Regions from separate parts of the Mus musculus genome. Here all the other regions are linked to region 5. Evidence: chromatin contacts called from public ChIA-PET, Hi-C and promoter capture Hi-C data. All regions are on one chromosome and are shown on one strand. Each heading gives the region's core, a stretch centred on a gene start, on an enhancer-like site or on the middle of the called end of the contact. The rest is flanking DNA. Distances are from core to core; before and after follow the strand shown.

What was found. Promoter capture Hi-C pulls out the DNA fragments that hold promoters and counts their contacts. A called contact is a pair of places that touch in the nucleus more often than the background predicts. ChIA-PET counts read pairs in DNA pulled down with a chosen protein or histone mark.
Region 1: a promoter capture Hi-C map of hippocampal neurons shows a contact between it and region 5, with 2.9 times the contacts expected there. The contact joins the promoter of Cenpv here to the promoter of Ulk2 in region 5. A contact is called at or near these places in 7 of 39 promoter capture datasets (the C10 cell line, the SN4741 cell line, cranial neural crest and 3 more) and 5 of 115 datasets of contacts at active chromatin or transcription factors (the 230-238 cell line, astrocytes, forebrain and 2 more).
Region 2: a contact with region 5 is called in an RNA polymerase II ChIA-PET map of memory CD8 T cells, with 24 read pairs. The contact joins the promoter of Pigl here to the promoter of Ulk2 in region 5. A contact is called at or near these places in 10 of 39 promoter capture datasets (the C10 cell line, cranial neural crest, erythroid cells and 6 more), 1 of 484 Hi-C or Micro-C datasets (embryonic stem cells), 5 of 115 datasets of contacts at active chromatin or transcription factors (astrocytes, bone marrow-derived macrophages, effector CD8 T cells and 2 more) and 2 of 9 other capture datasets (adipose tissue and liver).
Region 3: a promoter capture Hi-C map of liver shows a contact between it and region 5, with 4 times the contacts expected there. The contact joins the enhancer-like site here to the promoter of Ulk2 in region 5. A contact is called at or near these places in 10 of 39 promoter capture datasets (the 3T3-L1 cell line, the C10 cell line, the HPC-7 cell line and 5 more), 2 of 115 datasets of contacts at active chromatin or transcription factors (both in bone marrow-derived macrophages) and 1 of 9 other capture datasets (adipose tissue).
Region 4: a Hi-C map of CD8 T cells shows a contact between it and region 5, with 3 times the contacts expected there. The contact joins the promoter of Aldh3a2 here to the promoter of Ulk2 in region 5. A contact is called at or near these places in 3 of 39 promoter capture datasets (cranial neural crest, liver and pre-B cells), 1 of 484 Hi-C or Micro-C datasets (CD8 T cells) and 1 of 115 datasets of contacts at active chromatin or transcription factors (memory CD8 T cells).

The regions. Positions count from the first base shown.
Region 1 is chr11:62,537,881-62,540,580 of GRCm38.p6, forward strand. It overlaps Cenpv (centromere protein V), which reads right to left and starts at 1,381. Exons shown (of 5, transcript NM_028448.1): 1 at 976-1,381. The coding sequence starts at 1,325.
Region 2 is chr11:62,457,178-62,459,877 of GRCm38.p6, forward strand. Pigl (phosphatidylinositol glycan anchor biosynthesis, class L) reads left to right here and starts at 1,264. Exons shown (of 7, transcript NM_001039536.4): 1 at 1,264-1,517. The coding sequence starts at 1,283. It also overlaps a transcript of Ncor1 not described here.
Region 3 is chr11:62,408,539-62,411,238 of GRCm38.p6, forward strand. Ncor1 (nuclear receptor co-repressor 1) reads right to left here. Exons shown (of 45, transcript NM_001252313.1): 5 at 2,282-2,395. Among named protein-coding and RNA genes, the nearest start is that of Ncor1, 29 kb to the right of the region's middle. Within about 2 kb of position 1,318, at least 6 of the 459 cell types and tissues checked have an H3K27ac peak or open chromatin away from gene starts, as enhancers often do. A contact at or near this core is called in liver, where this site is marked.
Region 4 is chr11:61,265,902-61,268,601 of GRCm38.p6, forward strand. It overlaps Aldh3a2 (aldehyde dehydrogenase family 3, subfamily A2), which reads right to left and starts at 1,285. Exons shown (of 10, transcript NM_007437.5): 1 at 953-1,285. The coding sequence starts at 1,105.
Region 5 is chr11:61,853,697-61,856,396 of GRCm38.p6, forward strand. Ulk2 (unc-51 like kinase 2) reads right to left here and starts at 1,396. Exons shown (of 27, transcript NM_013881.4): 1 at 791-1,396. The coding sequence starts at 880.

The DNA of each region.
Region 1 (2,700 bases), core at 131-2,630, 680 kb after region 5:
CATGTGCTACTGTGCCCAGCTCTACTGAGTTTTATATAGTATCATTTAGATCTCCCAGTAGCTAGTACACAACAGGTACTCCGTGTTATATTTCATTTTTTTTAAGTTTTAACTGATTTTTGTTTTAATGTTTTAAAGCATTCAATTTATAGCCCAAGGGGATAAAATTGAATAAACGAAACAGATAGAAAGCTAACTAAATACTCCAGTTCTTAGAGGATCCACCAAAACCAAGAGAACTAATTCTGGGACAAAGACAAAAGAGCATCTTGTTGTTATGAAAAGTAGTTCAGGTTGTTAAACAATTGTTGGGTTAACGTTAGTTTTCTTTGTCTTTTATTGTTCTTTTTAATTCATCTGCGAGTGAGGGCTATAAGACAAGGGTACTGGGTTTTTCTCGGAGCACAATGGGTAAAGGAGGAAGGGGTTCACATTACATTTGCCAAAGAGCAGGCATCTGGCCAGAGTAGTCATCAGCTCTTTTCCCCAATAACGGACCTCAGATCTGCTCCTTAGGCCACCAAAGAAGCTGGAAGCACTTCAGAAGCACAGACTGGGGGAGCTGCCAGCCCGGACCGGGGATGAGAACATAACACCTTAACTCCCCATTCCCCCTGCAAGCGCCCGTCCTGGACAACGCTTTGCGCGCCTTTCCCTCCGAGATCAATAACCGCACCCTGCACCCTCCCTCCGGGGAACTGATTAGAACAACCGGCCTTCGCTCCTCGGGTCACTAAATTCTCCACTTCGACCTTTCCTCCCGCCCACTCCCCGAAAGCACGTGCAAAAACGGGTAAAACGGTCTTGGTAGCTGGCAAGCCGGGGGATGTCTGTTTTTTCACCCTGAGGGGCCCTTCCGCGCACTCAGCCCGACACCGTCCGGAGCAGCCCGCCAACGGCTCAGCACTCAGCCCTCGGGTCCCGCCGCCCGTGCGCACCTCGCGTGTGCCGGCCCGCCGCCCCCGACACACTCACAAGGTGTCCAGCAGCAGCTTGGCGGCGCCCTCGAAGCTGAGCCGTTGCCGCTTCTGGAACGTCTCCCAGCGCTCCCGCTGCTCCCCCAGGTCGAGCGCCGACACCGAGGCGGCGGGGGTGACCGCCGGCGGTGGCTCCTCGGCGGCCGCCTCCTGGGCCCGCGGCGGTGGCTTGGGCCGCGGCTTTGCCGACGGCTGCGGACCGACCGCCCCGCCCCCGCCCCCGGCCCCGGCCCTAGTCCTGCTCCGGGAGCGCTGCGCGCGGCTTTCGCCGCCGCTCAAGCCCCCGGTGGCCCCCGAGCGCCGCTGCTCCCGCGGGCCGGTGGCCACGGCACTGCGAGTCCGCCGCATGTCTCCCTCAGCCGGGCTCGCAGGCCTCTCGGCTCTGCGCGCTCCCGCCGGCCGATGCGCGTCCCCGCCTCCGACAACCTGAAGGCCCCGGGGGTGGTGCGCGGCGCTCCGGAACACGCGAGCTAGGGACCCAACTAAGAGACCCTGGCCGTGGGGCCGGCCGAGCGCTGAGGGTCTAACGAGACCGCGCCTGCACCTGCGCTTGCAGGTAGCGGTGCCCGTTTGATCAGCGAAGGAGCTTCCAGCCTCCACTGACTCCAACCACACATTTCTAACTGGGGACCTGGGTCAGGCCTCAGTTCATAAATTCACGGCCACATCAGAGCTGGCACGCTTGGGTGACTTCGTGGTTTCCAAGGTGGTAACACTACCAACTTGGCAGAGGCCATCATGTACCTAATGTGAGCTAACGTAGTATGTAAATTGTCGGATATCTGCTACTGGAAGCATAAATGACAGCTGGAGTCAGTTTGATCAATGGTCAACAGGTTTTTTGGTGGTTTTGCAGAACTGAGAATAGGACCCACAGCTTTGAGAAAGCACTCTTGCACTGAGCCACATTCCCAGCCCTAGATTTTGTTTTCAATTTTAAGTAAATGGATCCAGGATTACATTCCATTCATAAGCTTTTGCAGAATACCGTATTGACGTTTAAAGACAAAAATCCCAAGAACCATCCACTGCGGTATCCCAGATAGTCTCCAAACCCTTTCAGTTGTTCTCACACTTTTAAAGAAACGTTTTCTTTTACTCGTTTTTGGTGCATTTTTCATTTTTCAACTTAGTTCTGTTTTTGTTGATTTTATTACAATATAGAGTCCATTTATTATCTTTAATGATGAAAATATGGGTTTTCCCAAATACAGCTTGATTAATTCATAAATCCTCATTAAGTTTTAACACAAAGTTCTCAATAATTGAAACTTCCTAGATGCATAATTTGTTTTGGTGTTTCCTTTGTGCCCGTATCTTAAATGTACAGATTTGCATGCACCAATTCAGATGTGGCATATCCTAGCCACATCTAGACTATCTCCAAAAAGCAAGCAGAAGTGACCACTGTTTTGTTTTGGCTTTTTCTCACTGTGACTTACTTTCGCCTGTTTTGTGTATTTAGAGACAAGGTCTAACCGTGTAGCCCTGGCTGGCCTGGAACTCACGAATAAGGCTCAGGTTTATCTTAGCTCACTGTGATCTGCCTGCCTCCACCTCCTGATACACATTACAGTTTTAAAAATCTTTATTCAGGAGGAGAGCGAAGTATGCGGGTGCATGGGGAGCAGAAGACAGTCTACACCATGAGTTCTCTTCTTGCACCAAACAAGCTGTCTGGTGACAGGCACCTTTACTTGGCTGCCGGGCTTGTTTGAGTCAG
Region 2 (2,700 bases), core at 14-2,513, 600 kb after region 5:
CCCACGGCCGGACGACCGGGGCGCGGCCCCGGCGCGCGGCCCTCCGCCCGGCCCTCGCTCGGCAGCGCGGCGAGCTGGGCGCTCACTCCAGCCGCCGCCGCCGCAGCTTCGCCACCTTAGCCGCCATCTTGCCTCAACCCCACTCCCTCCCCCTCAGGCCGGGCGGCCGCGCTGAGGCGGCTCAGACTTGGGCTCCTCCTCCTTCCGGAGGGTTGGGGAGACGACTCCCTCCCCGGGAGAACGGAGTGCGGCTCTTACCTCGGCCTCGCTTCCTGGGTCGCGGACGCCGCGCCGGTTCTTTTCAAGTTGTCCCTCGCACTCATGCCCGCCCCGGCAGCGCTGCCTCCGGCCCGACCCGCCGCCGCCGTGGCAGCCATCGCGTCCTCGGCCTGGAGCGTCCCCGCGAGCCTGCCACTCCCGCGCGCCCGGGGCCTTCCCCTCAGGCGTGGGAAAGGACCGGGAGCCCGGCGCGAGGTTAGCCTTGCGACCCCTGCGCGCCGCCAAAGCGGCTACCCCGTCCCCTCGCCGCCAAAGAGAAACCTCAGCCCACGTGGCTGGGACGCACGTTAATTTCACACCGAGTGTTCCTCGGCATGGCGGGCGAGGCCTCCTCCACGGCGTGGCTCCTTAATCTCTGCCTCTTAAGAAAACTTAAGGGGCCTGCCGACCTCACCCTTCGAGTGAAATGACATTTCCTCTTAGCCGCTTACTTTTTCCTCTTGCAAAGCCGCCATCTGAGAAAGAACAAACGGTGACCCGCTTCGGAAAAACTTTTATTCCGGATAACGGGCTGTTTTATACAAAGTTTGAAGTCATAAAACGAGTTGAAAGGAGAATGCTGACGTTTGTTTTAGAATGCTTCCCTTTTGGCCGGCGTGCTGACACGCCTGAAATCCCAGCTCAGGAGGCAAAGGAATGGGAATCATTGCAAACTCGCATGGTCTGCATATAGTGAGTTTAGGGGAACACGCAGAGAGAGACGCGATCTCAAAATAACTCTAAAAATGCTTCCTTCCTTTTAAGCACACTGAACGGTAAGAAAGACACTTAAGACCGCAAAGTGCGGCTGAGCTCTGAAACTGGAGCAGATAGAGGATTCCGCCACCGAGGAGACGGGGCAGTATGGGTGGAAGTTTCCACGCTAGACCACGAATCTTGGTCTCCAGCCGCCGCCGCACTCTGACCCACGGAACGCAGTTTCAGCCGGTTCCGTTTTCCCGCAGGGAACCCGAGTCCACCCGCAGCCTGCCTTCCTGCGCAGGCGCAGTGCCACTTACCCGGCATGGAATTGGTGGGTTTCTTGTGTGTGGCCGTGGCTGTCCTGACTTGGGGCTTCCTCCGGGTTTGGAACTCAGCGGAACGAATGAGGTCTCCGGAGCAGGCGGGCCTGCCGGGAGCCGGAAGCCGGGCCCTTGTAGTGATCGCGCACCCGGACGATGAAGCCATGTTCTTTGCTCCCACCATGCTAGGCTTGGCACGCCTGGAGCAGCAGGTGTCCCTGCTCTGCTTCTCCTCAGGTAGGAGACTGTAGGAGGGTCGCTGGGTTAGGGAACTAACCGATCTTAGTTAACTTCTTCCGGAAAGGTTTTCTGTCGTAGGTAGCTACTTTCTCTGTGCTGGTCAGTCTGGGGACAGAAACAGCCGACTTCCCAGATAGGTTAGGGAACCCCGAGCGAATTCCATCCTAGCCAAATCGAGGAGCAGAAAAGTGGTTGTTCATCATTGGTTCCGTTCAGTACCTTCATGTTCCTTTGGGAACTGCGACTGTACTGGATGTTTTGGGTTTTTTATAAAGACAGTCTCACTGTAATCTAGCATCCCAGGCGTGAGCCGCTGTGCCTGACCTGTTATCCTGAGGAACCGTCTATTTGCAAAAGGATCAAATAAAATCATGCACCAGACAATTTGAGCTGTATGGTGTCTGCTCAGCCCACCAACTTTCTTTCCTAATAATAGCAAAAGACCTTCCTGCTGCTTTGAAACCCATTTTCTGCTACAAAGATTCATGTGTCAAATTGGGAGATTTTTTGTTTAACTTCAGACAAATAGAAATACATTTATAGATAATTTTAGAGTTCATCTGTACCCAGCTATTATTAAAAGAATTCTTCAAAAATGAGACTTGAATAATGATACAGACAAAAACAAACGAGAAAACCAGGATACCCTAAATATGGTGATGACTGGACAATGTGAAGTGTATACATACAGTGGGTGAATTTTATAGCAAAGTATACCTCAATAAAGCTGATTTTCAAAATTGCTCAGGACCTTTTTTCCCATGTGGTTGTTGTGTTGTTCTCTTTTGGGGGGCCAGGGGTGTTTTTGTTGTTGTTGTTTTGTTTTTTTGTTTTTCTAAACAGGGTTTCTCTGTATAGCCCTGGCTGTCCTAGAACTCACTCTGTAGACCAGGCTGGCCGAGAACTCAGAAATCTCCCTGCCTCTGCCTCACAAGTGCTGGGATTAAAGGCATGCGCCACCACTGCCCAGCTTCTTCGGGTGTTTGGTTGGTTTGGTTTGGTTTGGTTTGGTTTGGTTTGGTTTTTCGAGACAGGGTTTCTCTCTGTGTATAGCCCTGGCTGTCCTGGAACTGGCTTTGTAGACCAGGCTGGCCTCGAACACAGAAATCCGCCTGCCTCTGCCTCCTGAGTGCTGAGATTAAAGGTGTTCGCCACCACGCCCGGCTTTCTTTTTTTAATA
Region 3 (2,700 bases), core at 68-2,567, 550 kb after region 5:
GTTAGTCCTTAACCTAAGACCTCTCTTATCTTAATTACCTACAACTCATTCACTGACCCATTCTTTAGGAAGGGCTAATAAGAACAATAGTCTCTAATTTCTTGCTATTAACTATTATTCTATGACTTTTTCTACAAGCCTTCTTACTATTGTTTGTTCACATTTCATACCTTAAGTCTCTTAAGCCTGTTCCATTTTTTTTCCTGGCCTAAAATATTGTCGAAAATCTGATGACAATCTAATTCTTTTGCCTATGTAAGTCTTCATAGGGTTGCCTCACTCTCTTTAAACTGTTATAGTGATGCTAGGGCCAACCAAGGTCTTGAACATGCTAGGAACAGTGTTGGATGCCTCTTGGATTTCTGGGAGTACGAAAGGATATTAAAAAGCCAGCTGAGACTGAGAAAGTGAATTGGGTTAGCAGAGTGAGAAGAGAAGGCAATTGGTGTAGAAGATATTGTTAGAGGACAGCTGAGCCAGAAGCAGCTAAGCTGAGCAGAGAGGCCAGGACAGCTGTCATCATTTGGACCTGCTAGCGTGGGGACTGGGAGAAGAACTGTTTAAGCAGACTGAGGGAAGAATGGGTGGGAGAAACATTTGAAGGGGCTGGCCTGAAAACTGGGAGGAGGGTTGGCAGGGACTTAAGAGAACTAGTTTCTGTTCTAAAATAGCTAGACATTTTACAGCACACCTCATCTAACAGTTGCTTTGTGTATGAACAATATACTTTCAGATCTGGCTGCTATGCTTGTGACAATCTGTTTAAAACATATTGACTCTGATAAATCAACTTAGAACAAAGAAAATGAATTTAGACAATAGTCCTGATTCTGACATTATGATTGCTATTAGCTATGTCTTCCGTAATACTTAACTCTACTGTATGTTCTAGCTTAAGGACATCTGGAAGTTCATTGCAAAGCTTCTCTGCTGCAAAGTTCTCTTTATAGTGAAGTGAGAAGTTTCCCTTCTACTCCGAGGTTATTGATCAAAACCCAACACTGTCATCACAGACACAACTCACAGAACCATGTCCTGGATGGCCTAATTGGTCAAAATTTCCAAATTTAGAGAATAAAACAAGAAATTGTTTTATTAAAAATGAAAAAGCAAAATCCACCTAAAGGTCAAAGTCCACACTGAACTTTTTTAAGGTCAGCCATAACCCAGTTATTAACTCTCAGGCTAATAATGAAATTCTTTCCCTCATCCAAAGGTCATTTGTACTGAAATGTGACCAATTAGGCTTTGATATTAAATGCACCATAAGCAAATATTAGCAAGCATGCAGGGAAGGCATAGTGCCACACCTCTTTGTTCCTGGCATAAGAGGCACAGGCAAGCAGAAGTCTGTGAGTTTTAAGCCAACCTGGTCCACACAGGCTAGCCAGGACTACAAAGGGAGACCCTGATTTGAAACAAAAAACAAAACAAAAAATTTGCAAACAAGCATAACGATACATAACACTCAGGAGGCAAAGGCAAGAGGTTGCTTCAACTAAAAGGCTAGCGGAGTCTACACAGCCAAGTATAGAGGCCCATGCCATCTAGGACTACATGGTAACTGCCTGTCACAAAGAAAGAAAGGAAAGGAAAGGAAAGGAAAGGAAAGGAAAGGAAAAAGGAAAGGAAAGGAAAAAGGAAAGGAAAGGAAAAAGGAAAGGAAAGGAAAGGAAAGGAAAGGAAAGGAAAAAGGAAAAAGGAAAGGAAAGGAAAAAGGAAAGGAAAGGAAAAAGGAAAGGAAAGGAAAAAGGAGAGGAAAGGAAAAAGGAGAGGAAAGGAAAAAGGAGAGGAGAGGAGAGGAGAGGAGAGGAGAGGAGAGGAGAGGAGAGGAGAGGAGGAAGGGAGGGAAGAAAACAGGTACAGGATGGCTGTTTTATATTATGTACTGTTCAGTTTACATAGCAGTATGTATATGATAGAATTAGATGATAAAATTCTAACCAGTGAGTAATATTTATATAATATATAAGGCAAAACAACTCACATTTTAATATGATTAGAATAGAATATACTGGAGCTGGTGAGATGGCTCAGCGGTTAAGAGCACTGACTGCTCTTCCAAAGGTCCTGAGTTCAAATCCCAGCAACCACATGGTGGCTCACAACCATCCGTAACAAAATCTGATGCCCTCTTCTGGAGTGTCTGAAGACAGCTACAGTGTATACACATTTAATAAATAAATAATCTTTTTAAAAATGTATTTAAAAAAAGAATATACTGGAAAACAAAGTCAAACAGGTTTAAAGGCCTATGTTGTCAGAGGAAATGTAAACTTACCCGATTCTCATCATAAATAATTTGGACAATACTACGGTGTTTTTGTTCCACAGGAGGAGGGGACACAGGCTTCTCTGGTTCAGGGGGCTTAGCTGCTTCTTCTTCTAGCTGTTGCTAAGAGATCCAGAAAAAAAAATGTTAGACATCTGCTGCAGATCACTACTCACTAGCCAGAGAGAACACAGGCGACTGTGTACTTCATGTTGCTTCTACAGGATAAGCATTTACTCTACAAGGGTCTCAAGGATCCAAGAGCACAAAAGAAAATAACCAGATCCATTTTAATAACTAAACATCACAAATCATACTAAACTAGATAGATGTAAAACCAAAAGAGAAAACCTTGAATATTTTAATTTTGATAAAGAGAAACATTAAAGACAAATTAAGTTTAAGGAAAGAACCTTATTATACCTCTA
Region 4 (2,700 bases), core at 35-2,534, 590 kb before region 5:
AGCCAGATTTTAAATTCTGGACTTAATATATTTTCTTCAGGAACGCTATGTATGAACAAACATACACAAACTATCTGATGTTTGAGGAGTGGATGATTCACAGAGTTTTAATATTCACTATCCTATCTTGTTTACTAATTACCACAGCCCCTCTTTACCAGAAGTACTCTGAAGGAAGGTTTCTAGATTCTACTACAACTACTGTTACCACTTTTTGAAGCAGTCTTTGATTGAAAATCTGAAAATAGAGGTCTTACCATGCCTGGAATACAGATAGAAAGTAAAAGGGAGAAATAATATTACTAGAGAGTACAACAGACCATAGTTGTACCTTGAACACTACTTAAAACCTTGGTACTCAAAGCTTGCTTCTAAACAGGCCATATGTTATCACCTGGGCCCTCATTAGAAATCTCAGACACAGTCTCACGAGGACTAAGTCAGGATTTGTATTTTATCAGGTCCCCAGGGTGATTGTCTGTATACTGGAGGTCAATCATGTATATGATTAATGTCACACAAAGTCATATGGGGAATTTCAGTGCTGAAGATTATAGGAAATAAAAAGAACTGTCAACAAAAAGAAACCATTCTTTTAACGTCATGAAATAAAGACAGGGAGTGAAATAGCTGAAACCTACCAAGCAGACAAACTACTGAGATCCAGCCTATCCAGAGTTAACTGCACATTGTAAGGAAAGAGACTATGAACGCAGCAGAAATGGGCAAGGCTATACAGAGCGTTCGCAGACGAGAAATTGCCGGCGCCAAGTAAAGTATGCACTTCAATATGAGTGCAAATACAACAGTTTGGGCTCTAAGCGGGGCTGGAGAGTCCAGAGTCCAGGGTACTCTGCTTCCTCTTAACTGCTGGATAAACAAAACCAAACAACCTGCTACAGAGAAGGAATAAGGTGGCTCATCGGGCCCCTCCCACCCTGTGGAGGCTCACTTTGCTCAGGTCTGCCGCGATGGCTGCTAAGATTTCCTTCTCGCGCTCTTGCACCATCCTCCGCAGGGCCTCAAGCTGCTGCAATCGGAAGCGCAGCGGCCGAGATCGGCCGGACCGGAACGCCTGGCGAAGCCGTAGGACCTGGCGCTCCATGGCCGGGCCTGAGGAGAACGCGGAGCGAGGCAGGTGAGGGAGCACAGTACCAGTAAGGAGCTGCTATGGATGATGCCACAGCTCACTGCCACTTTCCGCTGCTGGGTCCTATCCGCCTACTGGCCTAGACCCGGCCCGGGTGTGGGCCAAACCCCAGCACTTCCCTGCTAACGACAAAGTGCGCACTCATTGGCTGAGCTGCTGCACGTGACTATGAGGCCCCGCCCCTTACCTCTAATCTAGCCGCGGGATTGCGGTCCCCGGGCGCCGGGTGTGTAGGTGCAATTTTTGGCACGCGAAGACGCGGAAGAAGTCCTTCTGGCTTCAGAAAAGAGCCAAGCGTCCTCTAGGAGGAGGAACTGAGGCCCGAGGGTGCTCACCCGGCCGGAAGTAGTCTCCCTTCGCCTGCAGTGCCTCAGATTCAGAGGCAAAGTCGCTGGGCCTGGGTAGGGCGGGCCTGGGTGGGGCGGGCCGGGTGACGCACGCGAAGGAGGTGAATCCAGTGTATACACACACACACACACACACACACACAAGCATTGTCATCGCCCACACTGATTTTCAATCCTCTCTACTGCGTACCATCCAAGGTTTTTTCCCAAATTTCCTCTCCAGGCTAATTAGCAATGGTTGACTTTCGTACCCATCTGGGGCTGCTCAGCGACGGCGGTCACTTTGTGTTGTCCTTCCCATCTTCTGGAAACATTTCCGCTTCCCTTCCTTGGCGTTCCCTAGGTTTTCCATCTCTGGATTTCTCCCTTTTCTGACCCATTAAAGTATTCAAATGTCTGGGACTAAGTTCTCTCCGCGCAGTCACTCATCTAATTCTACCAGTAGAGAGCAGAGAAGGCTCTCACCCAATCTTTCCTTGGACTCCCAAGGACACATTTAAATGCTAATCTCTATTTACACTTATAATGGACTTCTTATAGTTAATTTCATTAGAACTTTTTATTATTCTTCAGCAAACAACTCATACTTCCTACAGTGTTCCCTGTCTCTTTGACTTGATCTTCAAAATATATGTTGAGCCCAATAATGAGTGGTTCAAACCATACTACATATCTACTATATATAGCAATAGCACTCTAATAGGCTGCTTGCTTGATTGGTTGGCGACTATGAATCTGTTACTTCTTAGCTCTGTACTTACCGTTTTACACTCTGTAGTTCAGGAGCCCAGAGTAGGTTCTCCTCCCTCCTTGGCCTCCCAGGAAGTTCTGCCAGAGGAAGAAAGTAAGGAAGGAAGGAAGGACAGACTACCAGGACACTAAAGATTTCTGTTTCCCCATGGACTCAGTAGTGTGGCAGGTGCTGGCATTTCTATCGTGGAAGGAGAGTCAGTATATTCCTGCCTCTAGGAATTTCTTGGACAAGGTGGCTCCTAGTCCTAGAGGATGACAGTCACAGTGTCTCCAAATGGCACAGAAGTGGGCAGTACTGCAATGAGTTTCAGCTGAGATTCATTGGAGCAGTTTCTGATCTTTGAGACCATCCGCCCCACTCCACCCCCATGCTTCCTTCATTATTCCTGAAATCCTTCCTGCATGAAGTAACTGGGTGGGTTTGACTAGTTCCCCTTCAGCGTCACTGAT
Region 5 (2,700 bases), core at 146-2,645:
CCTTGACTTTTAAGTTATTTCATAATGAATAAGACATAGACGACAGTACCTTTTTAATAGGCACTCTTGAAACAAACAGAATAACCAAAGCTTTTTTTTTTTTTTTTAATTACTTCCAGTCTCAATGTGCCTTCTCAAATTCTTTAGATTCTATAACCTCGTGTGACCTATTTGCGAAACAGTGGCTTGGAAAAAACAAAGAAACAACAAAAAAAAAAACCCAAACAACTGAGGTTTGAACTTGCATCTACGTTGTATTATTAGGTTAGGGTCCAACTACCTTTGTCACTTATTTCCTCTAACTCAAAAAGGGGAGGGATACTACAAAGCTCCCCCAGACACAGAGGAACGTGATAGTCTGAGAAAGCTTCAGACTAACGGGAAACGCGCCCGTTTTCCGCTGGGTGTGCAATTATCCACGGTAAAGGTGACAAGCTCCGGAAAGCCCGGGGCAGGGAGAAGGGACAAAGGTCCACCGACCCATAGTATGGACAAGCACATTACACTGTGCAAACACTGGAGTCCTAGTCGCTTCGGGACCAGTGGCTTCTCTGAGCAGCAAGTCCCCGGGCGCACCTCGGTTACCCAGCACACTGTCAGGGAAGAACATCAGTGGCTCTGCGCCCGTCGGTAGGTGGAGCTCAGCCTAGCGGCTCTGGCCTCCAAAACAAACCCTGCGACAGTGACAGCAAGCACAAAGGCAGGCAGGCCCGGGGAGCCCTGCCCAGCGGCCAGGACCGGGGCGCTGGCTCCCCAGTTTCGCACCAGACAACGGGCCGGCGGCGCTCACCTGGCGGTGCCGCCCCCGGAAGACCACAGCGAAGGCCCCGTGTCCCACGAGGTCCCGCTTGCAGTACTCGAAGTCGCCCACCACCTCCATGGCCGCGCCCCCGGGACATAGAGCGCTAGGGTGGGCAGGCGTGGCGGAGAACCGGGATCAGCACCGCGGGCCCGAGGGCCCCAAGCACGCCCGCGGGCGGCGGGACAGGGGCAGCCACGGCCCCGGGCCCGGATGGACACTCATGCCGAGAGGCCGGAGCGGAAACGGGACGGGCCGCCGCGCGGAGCCGGGGTCAGCGAGGCCTGGGCCCGGTCGCTTCTCATGGCCCGGGCCGCCGTCGGCCGCGGGGCTCTAGCCAAGCGGCCTGGGCACTGCCCGGCCGAGGGCACCGCCGCCGTCACTGGGCGTACCCGGAGCTACCCGCGCGCCTGACAGCGGTGCAGGGCCGGGGCCGCGCCATCCCCGCAGGTGCGGCTGCCTCCGCTTGTTGCGCCCGCGGCGCTGCTGTGTAGCGGCCGCCGCCCTGGAACCCGCACAGCCGCGGTGGCGGCTTCTGCCTGCTTCGCGGGAGCGCCCAACGCACGCGCGCGCGCCGGCCGCTCCGCGCCGACTACCGGCCCTGTGCGACGTCAGCGCGTCTTGTAGGACGATGCGCCCCAGTCCTGCTCCCTCCGCCGAGAAAAGGAGTGCGCACCCCGGGACGCGGCGCCAGGCACCGGGGCGAGTCTGCAGTCACTGGAGCGAGTTGGCGAGCAGGGGTGTGGGGAGGAGGCCGCGGCTGCTTAGGAACGGGCGGCGGGCTCGGCTCCGCTCGGCTCGGCGCCCGCGGCTAGCTAGAGCCCGCCACGCCCTGACCTGAAGCCACCCTCTAAGAGGCGGATCTTGAACTCCGGCCCCGGGAGTCGCTGAGGCGGTGCAGACACTGGAGACAAAAACTCCGGGAGCTGCCTTTCAAATCCAGACCGCAAACTGCTAGACAACCCACCTAAGGGATAGGGTCTGACTGGAACCTGCGCCTTCTGGGGGTCTCTAGACTTCTGAGGGAGGCTCAGAACCTCCTTTCTAAGGAGGCGCTTCATCACACCAGTCAACTACCAGTTTGCCTCGGGCTTTTTTTTTTCCTCGGATTGTTTAGGTGAAAAATGATAGTCAACTTTTGCTCAAGAAAGCATTACAAAGCCATGGTAAACAATATGTGTGACCCCATACCTAAGTGTGTGTTCAGGTTTGGGGATGTTGCTGTCAATTTCATCGCCTGCCCCTGAAACAACTCCTCTCACCTCTCTCACTTCTCTCACCTCTCCCTCTCTGTCTCTGTCTCTCTCTCCTCTCTTCTTCCTCCTCCTCCCCTCCCCCCTCTGATTTTACTTTTATGTGTATGGGTGTTTTGCCTGCATATATGTGCACCACGAGTGCACCTAGTGCCTGCAGAGGCCAGACCAGGGTGTCGATCTGAAACTGCAATTACAGATAGCTATGAGCCACAATGTAGGTACTAGGAATCAAACCTGAGTCCTCTGGAAGACTAGCCAGTGCTCTTAACCACTGAGCCGTATCTCCAGCCAGCCCTCTGGAACTCATCTTGACAAACAGGTAGAAGCCCTAAAAACCTTCAGCTTTGAGACAGGTCAGGAATCTGAAAGCAATGTCTCTAGTCCATTTTCTTTTCCTAAAAAAAGAATACCACAGACTCAGTAAGTCCATTTTCCATTGCTAGAACAAAATGCCCCAGGCTTGGCACCTTATAAAGAAATGAGATTTATGCAGCTCACAGTTTTGGAGGCTGACACCCCAAACAGCAAAGCACCAGCTCTGACAAGGAGCTCATGAAAAAAGGCTTCACAAGGGACTATGGGACAGAAAGAGATCACAGGGCAAAGAAACCAGAGACTGAGAAGGGACCAGTGTTACGACTGTAT